2 separate regions of the Gossypium hirsutum genome follow, and region 1 is linked to region 2. The links are chromatin contacts, called in public Hi-C maps. All regions are on one chromosome and are shown on one strand. Each heading gives the region's core, a stretch centred on a gene start, on an enhancer-like site or on the middle of the called end of the contact. The rest is flanking DNA. Distances are from core to core; before and after follow the strand shown.

The links. A called contact is a pair of places that touch in the nucleus more often than the background predicts.
Region 1: a contact with region 2 is called in a Hi-C map of leaf, with 2.4 times the contacts expected there. The contact joins the promoter of LOC107908448 here to the promoter of LOC107908451 in region 2. A contact is called at or near these places in 6 of 34 Hi-C or Micro-C datasets (callus, hypocotyl and leaf).

What each region holds. Positions count from the first base shown.
Region 1 is chrD02:45,286,635-45,293,354 of Gossypium_hirsutum_v2.1, forward strand. It overlaps LOC107908448 (zinc-finger homeodomain protein 11), which reads right to left and starts at 2,022. Exons shown (of 1, transcript XM_016835620.2): 1 at 371-2,022. The coding sequence starts at 1,413. The coding sequence ends at 643.
Region 2 is chrD02:44,535,528-44,542,438 of Gossypium_hirsutum_v2.1, forward strand. It overlaps LOC107908451 (sphinganine C4-monooxygenase 1), which reads left to right and starts at 1,734. Exons shown (of 2, transcript XM_016835623.2): 1 at 1,734-2,478; 2 at 3,829-4,656. The coding sequence starts at 2,257. The coding sequence ends at 4,383.

The DNA of each region.
Region 1 (6,720 bases), core at 772-3,271, 750 kb after region 2:
TAATAAATTTTCTGGGAATAAAAAAAAAGTATAATGAAAAAGATTTGGGGTTTAATTCAGTCAAGGTGTACCGAACCCTAAAGTAGAGGCGGAGCCATTATCTGTGAATAATACAAAGTAAAAAGGAGGAGTAAACATTTTGCTTCAAAATCTCCATAAATGAATGAAAGACAACAATACTAATTGAACAGGGCATGTTTGTCCTATTTGATCATAACCTAAAATTAGAACAAAAACAGTAGTTTTTAGGCCAAATTATTTATAAGAAGACTCAAGAATCTTTAGGGTCACCAAAAAAAAAAAGCAACAAAAACAAGAGATAATAGAAAACATATCAAGGACGAGAAAGACAACAATCAAGTCAGAGATAGAAGACAAAGATTTATGTTATAATACGTCTAAATATCAATTAACAGATAGAATTAACAATGACAAAATAATTCTCTTTAATTGTTATCCTCACAAGTCATATCCTCTGTTCTCTCCTTCTTTCATCTGCCATCACCAGTAATTAGATTACTAATCTCCAAAATGAAAAAATAAAAAAAGTTAAGCCCCAAATGAAAAAGAGAAGCAAAAACACCATCTATAGCCTGCTGCTTTCTTTCAAATTCAGTAGTGTTTTTTTTTTTCTTTTCTAAATTAAGATGTAGAAGACCCATTATTAGTAGAAATATGAAGCTGAATACTATCCTCATTGTTGTGCATGTGACTATTGGAATCAAGAGCATTTCCATTATCTTCAATATTGTTGTTGTTGTCATGGCTATCGTGAAGATTGAGATTTCCAACTGATAATATCTCTTTCTTGCTAAAAGTGTTCTTGTTGTTGTGCATCCAAACCTTGAGAACTCCTCTATTAACCCCAACTTCATTGCAAAACTCTTGTATCAATTTTTCTTCACCCTTTGGCATTCTCCAACCAAGCCTTTCAGCGAAAGCATGCATCTTTTCTTTCTGTTCCTTAGTGAACTTTGTTCTTGACCTCTTTCTCCCACTTGGGTTGTTGTTGTTTATCCTTGACACCGAAGGATTGGAGTTGCTGAGGTGATAATGGTACTCATCCATTGGCCCTGAGTAGGCAGTGCTCAAGGCCAGCAGCATGTGCGGTGCAGAAGAGTAGTAAGAGAATGGCACAGGTGAAGGTGGGGTACGGCTTGGACCTGGGCTATGAGTCGGGCTTGGACTTGAGCTACGATTAGGTGGGGGTGGGAGGCGGTGGATGAAAGCAGGGCCATCATAAGGGTCACGGCGGTGGAAGTTGCGGTGGCAACCACAGGCAGCACACTTGAAGGAGGCAGGGTCAGTTGGGGTAGCAGAAGGGGTAGGCATGAACTCTCCACAACCATCCAGGGCATGTCCACCCAAGCTAGCTGCATGGTTTTTGAGGCACTCTTTGTAAGAAAGCACCATTTCCTCCTCCTGCTGAGGGTGGTGGTAGATCTTGAGGAGTAATAAAGAGTTAGTGACCTCGGCGCTTGTGGGGTGTGTGTCTCTGATGAGGACTCAGCTTGTGGGTTGGTTTTGGTGTTTGATTAGCTCCGTTTGCTAAGAAAAGAATAAAAAGGGGTGAAGCCTTTGACGTGGTGAATTAAGAGGGTGGGGACCTTTTTGTGGGGTTAGGACACCATTTTCCTTGAGGATGTCTACATATTTACAACATAGATTGATGGTTTAAGGATTGTGAACTTAATTATGATGATGTGGTGCATGGCAAAGGGGTGATGATGATGATGAACGAAAACTGATTTTAGATGGTATAGTTTTAATTTGATAATTATCATCATCAATCAATGTTATTGTTATAGCAGTAGCACGAAATTAATAATGATAAAAATGGAGGTAATTAAGAAAGGCATGTCATGGAAGATTTTTCAACCACTAGTCACGTTTCCTTTGCCCTATCTTTAAATTTCTTCCCTCAAGTGATTTTGTGATCAGAGTTAGTTATGAGCAGTAAATAATACTCCACTCCATATGATTCAAGGCTTTGGATTTTCCATTTACACAAAAACCAGACTACGTGGGCAGCGATGAATATGCATACACACACTGCAGTCAGATTTGCCATGTGTCTGCCTCACATTTGTCACCTCACAGTTGACTAGGTAACTTGTTTATTATATCACTTGAAAGATTCCAATCTCTATACTTTCTTTGTAAGTAAACATCAACATATTTATTTATTTATATTGCAGAGAATAAAATAACATTTGAATGGGAAATACTTTAATGGTTTTGAATGCAAGGAGGAATTCCAGAAAGGGCTGATAAAAAAGTTATCCATTCCCTTCCTTGTTTTACAACGCAAGCAATGACTCTCATGACTTTATTAATGTTTAAGATAGTTAGTAGAAGGGGTGATTCGGATCAGCTTTGAAAAAGGAAATTATGATTATTTTGGTTTCATAAATCAAACTGAATATCAATAGGTTTATGTAGGAGGGGGGGGGGGTGATAAATACATTGAAGCCTACCATTCAAATAGAGCCTTTAATCAGCCTATTTTATGTCCAGACAAAAATTAAGGGATTTGGAAATGGATTTTGGGAAGGTTGGGACGGGCATTTCTATAAAAAAAAAATTAAATGTTAAATATAAGGGTAGGTAGGGGCCATTATCATCCTCTTAATCATAATTCTCTGCTTCCACGTGGTGTCTGAAAAGCAATAATATACGGCAAGGCAAGGCCATCAAGTCATGTTCTAATTTTCTTCTACTAACTCGACTATAATAAAGTTAGTCTTTGCATACATTGATCTCTTTTTGTTTTTGGCATTAAGGATTTTGGTTAAATATAGAAGATGATTAATGAATGCAATTGAAATACTGGTTTAGAGATGTGATATTTTGTCCTTTATACTTTGCGACTCTATCTTAATCCTTATTCCTCAATCATGCATTATTAGAATCCAAGAAACAAATCTAACCCATATAATAATTCAATCATAGATAAGGAGGCATCAAATTTAAACTATTTCAAACCAAATAAAAAGTTTGATCCCAGCATGACAAGAGTGGAGTGATGAATATGAATCAAATTATGACCCTAAAACTCAACAGAGCAAAGAATTAGAGTCCAAAACAACTTGAGGAATGTCCTGACAATCATGTCATCATCATCAAAGAAGCACGCGCATTTGTGCACAATTTGACGCAATAAAGTTCAAGTAATGCTCTACCATTGAAACTACATTTTGACCATTTCTTCCATTCCAACCCTTAATCATTTTCATTACAACTTTATACCCTTTGCATTCAGAATGACAGGAGACACCTCACAATGTGTTATTCGTGCTAAACTTCCTTTTTTTTTCATCTTCCAAGCCTTCTTTTTAGAAGAAATATTCTTAGGAAACTATTTTGTAAATTTCAACTTCTGTTATTATCACTTGCAATACTAAATAGTCTTCCACTCACCGCGCCACTCCACCCCCCAAACTTTGTTGCATGTTTTAAGTACAAATATTAAAAGTAATATTCTTCTATATGAAAATTCTAGCTTTCTAGAATGGAATCTAGCTTTGATTCAAGTTTCTTTTTTCTGTTTATGTCAGCTTTTTAGACTTGCAAAACGTCAACTATATATGATAGTGATGAATGCTGTTTAAATTTCGACTGATTGTGTTGTATGAATTTATGCCAATTATAATTGTTAGCTGCAACGCCTAATGTAATTTAAGGAATACTCAATTGTTGAATTTTTTTTACCTTCATTACCGCATAAAAGATTAATGGATTTACTATTTGATTACACTAACTAAAGTCATGTACTATGCATATTGAACATTAGTAGGTACATTGAATAAAATTATGTATATTTAGTGTTCAAAGTATGATTTACTGTTTCAACCTTTAATTATTGATTTTTGAAGACTTTTAACAACTCATTAGTGAAGTCTTTTTACATGAAAAAATTAAGCCAAGGATTGGATTCAATCTTTCATTACAATCTAAGTTCCCTTAAATACAAGATTTGTTTTTCAAAGAATTTGATGGCAAGAACATTTCTACCGAATATACACTTTATTGGAAATATTTTAATGACTGTTTTAGTGGAACTAGTTATTGATATTGATTGTAATTGAGCAAGCCTTTTATCCATATGTATAGACAATTTATTTAGGTTAGTTAGTACAAGAAAGTGAGAGTACTTTATTTGTTCAATTAGGAATTGTTAAATTTTAAGTAAAATATATTGTGGCAGAGGAGCTACCCGAGCCATGCATGTTGCAGCTGAAGATGGTGCTGCTGTTTTGTTTAGTTTTGTTACTTCAATTAACATTTTGTAACTTACTTAGATTCAAACCAAGTTGTTAATGTACTTGATGTAGTTTGTCAATGTTTGAGCTGATAAATCAGTTTTACGAAGTGTGCAAGTCATGTTTTATACGTTTCAAGGTTACTTAGTGGTAGTAGGTAATGTTTAGGTGACAATTTGCTTATTTTTGACCGGCTTATGTCTGGTATATGTATTGGCATTATGCCATCTTTCAAAGTTAATGAAAAACATCAAAATTCTTCATCAATTTCTCTCTTTTTCTTGCTTTCTTTTGTCTTTAAAGCCCGATTCTGTTTTGTTTGCTCAGCAAGTATCGAGCCTTTTAGCTCAAGAAACTGCTAACTTCATTCATCTCATATTCTTAGTTCCAACAACATCTAAGCTTTCAAGTGGAAAGTTGTAGTATGAGAGTGATTTAGCTCAAAGTATAGGAGTGATGTTGCAGTTTGACGAGTGAGTTGAACTTAAATTACAACTTATCTTTATTATTTAGGTGTAGAAAATTTTTGAATTACGTGAACAAAGTTTCAGTATTCATCTCTATTTTTACTATTAGTAGTTACTTTCTTCCATTAGCAAACTTTCAATATGTGTAGCTGCAATGGTTTCGCCAAGAGAAATATTTAGATTTGCAGGAATAAAGTTACTACAGTTTTTTATCCATACTCCTTTTTGGGATTTTTTTTTCTCCTTAAATGAGACCTTGCTAGAGATGTTTATCAGAACAACCAGCAATCAAGAGGGTTATTGTCCTAATAATTGAGGATTCCTTAAAGGGAAAGCACATGTCCAAGTGGCCAGCTGAGCTTAATTGGGGCGGTTTTAAAGACTCAAAGGCAATGGTAAAAAGGCAGAGAGGAGCAGGAAAAATGGTCCTTAATTTGATCCGACTTCAATTTCCCTGCAGAAACAACTAGAGTCGTGTCACCAACCATTTTAACCTATAGAACCAGATTCCATGGTCCACTCTTTTTAAGTGATTGGGCCCCCCACATACAAATATTAAATTAGAGCTGCCCCTCACCCTCACTATGCTCTAGGTTTTTGTACATATAGAAATTATCACCACAATTTACAAAGTTTTTATGTTATTTTTGGAGTAATGGGTGGATCATATCAGCATCCACCTAAATGCATTTATTTGCATCTATGAAACATTATTCAAGAAGATAAGATCAGAGAAGTTGAAAAAAAGAAAAATCTTGGGAGGCTGTCAAAACGGAAAAGGGCCATTCATTATAGAGGATAAGAATATTGCATTATCATGATCTATTGGATTTTGCTTTCAAAATTCCTTGTCAGCTTTCATCTAATCTACTCTCTTGATAAAAGTGTCCAAAATCTTGTAACATGAAATTCTCTTAGTGTAGATTTCAGCTAAAGTTCTCTTTTCCTTTTATAGGTGAATTTAATGAGGTTTTTTTAACCCAAACAACAAACCTTTCAATAACTTCCATTCTTTTTTTGGCATGGATAGTAAAAAAGATGCCATATAATACAAATATATTATCACTATGTCAGCAACTATGTTAGCAAACTTTAATTCCAAGTTTCATGTTCAGTGAATTTTCATTTGGGAAACCCTTTTTGATTCATTTATAACTTTTTCTTTTAATAATTAAGGGTTAAATTATGTAACCCAAAAAAACTTAGTTTGAAGATATGGGTCCTTTAGAAACCCAACAAACGCCTCCAATTACAGTTGGGCTTAAATGAGATCCGATAACTCTTTTTTGTATGACGAGGGATGTACAGTAAAGCCCATCTCCTGTAATTTTTGCTTTGTTTTTTTAAGAAGATTGAAGTCCCATGGCTTGAATCAAAGACTCGATGGAACAATAAAGAATTTCGATAAAAATAAGAGGCTCAGAAAATAAGTTTTGATAAAATTTAAGGCTCGTTTTCTATATGGGTCAAACATTAGCTAAGATTTTTTGACTTGACCCAGCCTGAATATATTATATTATAAAATTAATTATATTAATTATATATGCTAAATAATAAATTATATATATTAAATCACAAATCCAATAAAAATTATATTTTTTATTCAAAACTTAAAAAAAATTACCCAATTAAATAACTTAACCCAAAATATAATATTTTAAAAATTAAATTTAATACAATAAAATATTTATTATATCTATGTTAGTGTTTTTTAACATAAATATATTTTAATGTATTAAAAATATTTATTTTAATTTTTAGTGTATTATATTTTTTAAATAAAATTATTCTAAAAATCAAATATTAATAATTCGGGTCGAATCTAAATTTACAGTTTCTAACTTGATCTAGACTTAAACAAAAAAAAATTTAAATCCATTTTTTTGGATCTAATAGACCAAACTTAACAAATTAATTTAAATACTATATAAAATCCAACTCCACCATGAGCAAACTCTAGTCCCGGCCCAGATGCACAGTTAAAGGGTCGA
Region 2 (6,911 bases), core at 484-2,983:
CAGTGTAACAATTTTCTTAATACACTTGACTACCAAACTTCAAATTTTTACTAAGTTGAAAATAAAAATAAATAAATAAAATAAAATAAAAAAATACTAGTTAAATACTTTTAAAAAATGAATGTTTTTATAAATTATTTAATTAAATTATAATTTTTATATTTCCTATTTTAAAATTTTGTGAATAGTATAATGATTAAATTTTATTTTAAGTTATTAATTATACTAAATAATATCTTATATTTACTATTATTTTTAGAATACATAAATTTTAATTTATTCACATGAGTTTTTTTTTTCACTCTTATATATTAGTGGTTTATGTATGTCTACATTAAATCATATGGATTGACAAATAATACATATATGAACATAATGATTAAATTTTTAATAGTTAAATCATTATTTGAGGCTAAAATTTGGCAACAATTTTTATAATGAGGTTTGAATTTTTTTTAAGTTAGTCCTTAAATTTGGTAATTGTTCTTATTTTTGGGTCTGAACTAGGCCATTGTTCTCACATTGGGACTTGGACTTTTTTTTTGTCCAACTTATCTCTGAACTTGGTAATCGTTCTTACATTGGAGCCTAAACTTTAAGTTTTCAAAAAAATATTAGAGATTTAAGTTTAAAAAAACAACTTAGGCCGAATGTGTGAAAAATTGTCAAGTTTAAGAGTTAACTTTGACAAAAAAAAAAGGTTTAAGTTCCAATGTTAAAATAATTGTCAAGTTTAGGAACTAACTTAAGTAAAAAAAAATCAAATCCCAATGTAAAAATAATTATCAAGTTTAGGCTCCAAAATATTATTTAACCTAATTTTTAACTTCTGAATAATATTTTTTTATCATTTAATATTGAGAAAAGGAGAAGCAGATGACAAAATTTGAATCTTATCACTTAAATGTGAAATGAGTTAGGGGTGAGCTCGATTTAATTTTAAAAAATCGAAAAAAATTTCTAATTTTAAGTTAATCGAGTTGAGTTATTCAAATTATTCAAGTCAACTCAAATAACTCGAGTCGAGTTTTGAGTTCAAGTCGAGTTGAATTTCACAATTCAAATATCTCAAATAATTCGAATAACATATTGGTGTAATTACTCTATTAGTCCTTGTCAACTTTGAAAATAAGTAAATTGGTCATTCTCTAAATAAAAATTATAAAAAAATTCAAAATAATTTTTAAAGACTCAAAATAATTTTTAAAGACTCAAAATAATTTTTAAAATTCAAAATATTTATAAAAATTTAAAATTTATATTTTAAAAAAAATATAAAAATTATAATAAATTCTAAAAGATATATAAAAAAGTTAAAATTTTAAAAATTTTCTAAAATGATAATTTTGGAACTAAATTAATGATTCAAATTTATCATACTAAAGTATTTTATTTTTTATTATTTTGTTTTGAATTTTTTTCAAATATATATGGTTTCAAATTTATATGCTCTAACATGAAATTAGTTATACTGTAACAATATTTTTATTTGACATATTTAATTTTTTAATTTAACGCGAACAACTTCACTCGATTAGACTAGACTTGAATTTCATTTTAATCGACTCGATTCAAAAAAATTCAAATTGATAAAATAATAAAATATAATTTATAAACTCGATTAATTAAAAAATTTTCTACTTTATTCAATTCAACCCTAAGCTTTGTAGAGCCATTGAAAGTGTCCAATGGATATATGGCTTTATTTTGTCATGTTCGTATTCCCTCAACCCAGGATGTTAAAGTTATGGACTCTTTGGTTTCTCCTAAGCCTCGGCCATCACGTCATAAAATACGACTTCTTCTTCCCATTGACGTTTGGTCGACCATAGTAAACCCAAAAACTACGGGCTTGAACAAAATCCAAAACTAATCACTGTTCAAATATTGATTGATGCAAGAAATACGCCACTATTTATTTATTTATTTCTTGTAATAGAACGCACCCACCGGATTAAGTTCCTTGTTATTCTGGCCCAAAGTTTCCATCTTTTACCTCACTTCTTTCTTCTTTTCTATTTTTCTTTTTCGAATCTTCTGCTATCTTTCCAACCCTGAGTAACATCTGTTTTCATTATTTCCCCTTTTTATTTTATTATTTAGATATTATTATTTATGTTCATTTAATTTTAATTCTTTAAATTTCGACTGCGACACCGGAGACGGTAGACTGAAACTTTGAACGTCGTCGTTTTTTTCTTCAAAGAAGGAAACAAATTCATGTGGTTTTGTTTGATATTAGTTAAGTAAAAGGAAATGGGTTTCGCTGTATCCGATGAATTGTTGGGAACTGTGGTTCCGATTGTTGTGTATTGGATTTATTCAGGAATGTATATGTGTTTGGGGTCGTTTGAGAATTATAGATTGCATTCTAAATCAGACGAGGAAGAGAAGAATTTGGTCTCCAAACTAACTGTCGTTAAAGGCGTTCTTTTCCAGCAACTTCTTCAGGCTGCTGTCGCCATCCTTTTATTCACGGTAAATCCTCCCTACATCAACTCTTATGTTACTTACTTTTTATGATTAATTTATTTTCTCTTGAACCATGGATCTGAAATTTTGGATTTCAGTTGCTTAGAATCAAATGCCTTCTTCGTTACCTACACAATTACTTATGAATTTCTCTTACGCTACCTTTTGTAATTGTAGCTGAAATTTTGATGATAGGGATCGTATTTTAATTTGACTATAGGAGATATCGAATGGTTACTGGTGTTGGGTTTCATTAAAAATTCTTGTTTTTCTTTGATAAAAATTTGGGTTTTTCTTAGAAAGTATGTTAGCCCACAAGATTTGACCAATTGCAGCGTTCCAAATTGTTACCCATGGTTACTCTGCAAACATGATAGCAAAAGTGTGGAGCTAATTGTTTGCGTCATTCTATTGTATCTGATATATTTGTACACTCTACATACGAAATTTGAATGAATAATCTAAGGTGTAATCGATGGCAATAAAAAGAAAATCTAAGGTATAATCATCCTTGAGTTTCAATTTTACTTCTTTTCACCCATGAAAGATTATATGTAGCATAGGATGTTCTTGGTTAGTCTGCACACAATGTTGTTCTGGGGTATTAGTTAATTTACTTATAGATAATTGATCGGACCTGCTTCCACATCCTATCTTTCTTACATTGGATCCTATGTTGCTTTCACACTTAATTTTTCCTAAAGCATTTGTGTTCAACATAAATTCGGACATAGATACATAGCTACTATCCTCTCCAAATATATGGAAAACTTAGAAAGTTTGAGTATATTGGTGTTAAATATATGCCGTATGCAACACTCACTCCCAAATTTGATTCAATTGTCTTTTGTGAGTATGAAATTTCAGGAGTAATCATACTGTAATTTTATGAGCTCTTCTTCTGCATATATACTAAATAATCTGTCTTTTGAATTTATGCTTTATTAGATATGAGCTAGGCAGAGTAAATATGGAAATATACCTTGTTATGGATTGTGTTTGTGATCTTTAGTTTAATGGCAGAAATCTACTTTTAACCGTGATCACAACCACATTAAATTTACTTTATCTTAGACTGGTTTCACAGTTTCTTCATTATCTTGTCACCTAATGAAAGACTCACAAGCTGGGTGCTATTCTTGTTTATGTGTTTCAGAACTGTTATAATTTAACATTTGGCATAGCTGGGGATGGTTATCAGTTTTTTATTTTATTTTATTTTCTCCTTCATCTTTACTCCACTTCTGGTTTGTTCTTTTCATAAGTTCTGTGGCATGTATAATGAGGCATAAAAGCAATTTCAGTTGAGACATTATGTGTATACAGTTCTTTTTTATCAAACATTGATTTGTGCAGGTCACAGGGGGTCATGCTGGGGCTTCTTCTCAGCAGCCATCTTCGTTTATTGTTCTGGCTAGCCAGTTCGTTACAGCAATGTTGGTTATGGACACTTGGCAATACTTTTTGCATAGATACTTCCACGAGAACAAGTTCTTATATCGGCACCTCCACTCTCGGCATCACTGTCTTGTTGTTCCCTACGCATTTGGAGCTTTGTACAATCATCCATTAGAGGGGCTTCTCCTTGACACAGTAGGTGGAGCCTTATCGTTTATGCTCTCTGGCATGTCTCCTCGGACCTCCATCTATTTCTTCTCTTTTGCCACCATCAAAACAGTGGACGACCATTGTGGGCTAATGCTTCCTGGAAACCCACTTCATATTTTCTTTAGAAACAATTCTGCATATCATGATGTCCACCATCAGCTTTATGGTAGCAAATACAACTTCTCCCAACCATTCTTCGTGATGTGGGATAGAATTCTGGGGACATATATGCCATATTCACTTGAGAAGAGAGCAGAAGGGGGCTTCGAAGCACGCCCAACTAAAGAGTTCAAAGAGGACTAATAACTAGATTGTGAGCATAACAGTATTTTTCTTTCTTTTATTCATCATCAATGAAACTACAGTCACCATTTTGTTCTTGTGCTCTGCACTTCTAATATATTTTTGTTTATAGAAGTAATAATGAGAACCATTAATTAGTTAGATCAGATAATTTGTTCATTTATGTCGTGTATTGTACTTTTTTTTCATCTGTCGTGTAATATACATATTATATAGATTATTGTACTAAAAGTTCCAGTACGAATGTAATACTCTCATCTTTACCATTTCAAACCTGTTGTATTATGTTTATTGTGTTCAAGATCGTCGATTATGCTTCCATCGGTCATTATCTCGGGCGGTCTATCTTATTTTCCCTAATTAAAGGGTTTGTGCCTACTTTCGAAATGAAATGAATGATGCGGTAACATGGATTTCCATGTTAAGGCAAACCCTATTTTTCCAATTTCGAGAATCATCTATTGCGAAAATGATGCATTAATATGGAATGGAAATCCACCTTATTAATGAATGATGCATTAATAACGGTTACAATCTTTTTTTTGTTCGATTAGGTCAAGAACGTATGATTATTGCCAAAATTTTCTTGGATTCCCCGTAAGTAAATAAGGAAACCAGCTTCCGTCGTCAACAGTTGATTCTTTTCTATGAATGGTTCTCAACAATCTGTACGATGAGTTCAAAGATCTTGCCATTGCTTGTTGGTAGTCGGCTTTATTTGTCATTTAACATTCAATATTAGAAGCCAATTCAGTAGTACTTCAAATGATATGCATACTACTAATTGTTGTATACGAGTGAGTCTGAAAAGACTTAAGTGGATAATGTTTGTAGATATTAAGTTTTGGAGAGAACAACTTTTAATATCATTTTTTGCTGTTATTTAATCTCTTTTTTAGTGTTGACTAGTAATATAAAAAATTTAACTATTGATGAAAAAGATCCTAAAAATATAAGAAAATTAATTAATAGGTTTTTATTAGGACGATTTGCTTTAAAACCAAATACTTATCATAGGCATAAAAAGAAAAAATATAATAATTTAGTCAAAGGAAAACTAGAAAATAAAAAATTTTCTGGTTAAGAGTCAGTTTTCTAGAAGAAAAACTTTTCTAACAAAAGAAAAGAAGTTGAAAAAAGAATTAAAAGTCTTGAAAAACAAGATTTAGAAATTTGTATAAATCTTAAAGAAATATTATATGATGAATATATATTTATGTTTAATATATGAAGAAGTTCTAATAATCAATTAGAAGAATTTCCGAATTCTAAAATACAGGATATTAAATTAGGTAATTTAATCAGAGAAGAAAAAGACTTTTCTGATGAAATTATAGAAAAAATTAATAAAAATCATATTTCTAAAGAGGAAATATATAAGATCTCTAAGTTTAAAATATGGACTCAGAGACATATAGAAAAAATTAGCGGTAACACTGTCGCTAAGGATACAAGAGGAGGATTAATAGAAATCCCTCTCTTTACTAAAGAAACAATTAAGAGGATTAGAAAGAAATATCCTCAGGTCAGATATATACATTTAGGTATAATCATGATTACTATTAGAGCCTTATTTAGAAGAGGTCATGATATTCCTATAATAGCTGTCCTTTTAGATAAAAGATTTGAAAATCCAATAAAAGAACTTATTGGAGGTATTCAGTCTAATTTACATACAGGCATAATAGGATTTAAAGTTAAACCAAATTACTTTATTTCCATTACAGATCCTCTAATAGAAGAGTGTCTTTGCCTTAGGATTCAGACAAAAAATTCTGATATCAATGATTTAGCAGAAGATCTAGCAATCAGTTGGATTTCTATTAATGAATATACAAATACGACAGAAGTAGAAATAAAAGAGATCAATAACAAAATTATTGAACTCTTTGAACCAAACCGGTTCACTAATGAAATTCAGCCAAAATTATTAGATTTAAGAGATTTGTCAATACCAAGAGATTGGGTGATGGAAAGAATCAATAGTTCTAGTACTTCAAAACCAGTAAGTACTATAGAATATATGTCATCTGGAAACAGATTATATTTTAAGAATAATTGTATAACCAATACAAATGAAAATTTAGTTTTACCCTCTAGCTTTCAACCAGAAGAAGAAGAGGATAATATTAGTACAAATAGTACACCAATAGGAATTAGAACAATTCAAATTCCTATATTTCCTTCTGAACCTAGTAATAATTCTAGAAAAACTAGAATGGAAGAAATTCAAACTTCAACAATTGAAAAAAAGTCAAAAGTTGGAATAAAAATTAAAGTTACATTTCAGTTTAGAAAATATAAAAAGTATTCTCTAAATGCGATGATAGATACTGCAGCTACAATTTGTAGTTGCAGAAAGAATGCAATTCCTGTAGAAAAATGAGAATTAATGAGAAAACCTATAATAATAAAGAGTATTGATGGTAATAAAACCATAATTAATTATAAAGGAAAAAATATACCAATCTACATAAACAATGTTAGATTTATAATTCCTAAGATTTTGTGTTTTCCTGAAATGCAGG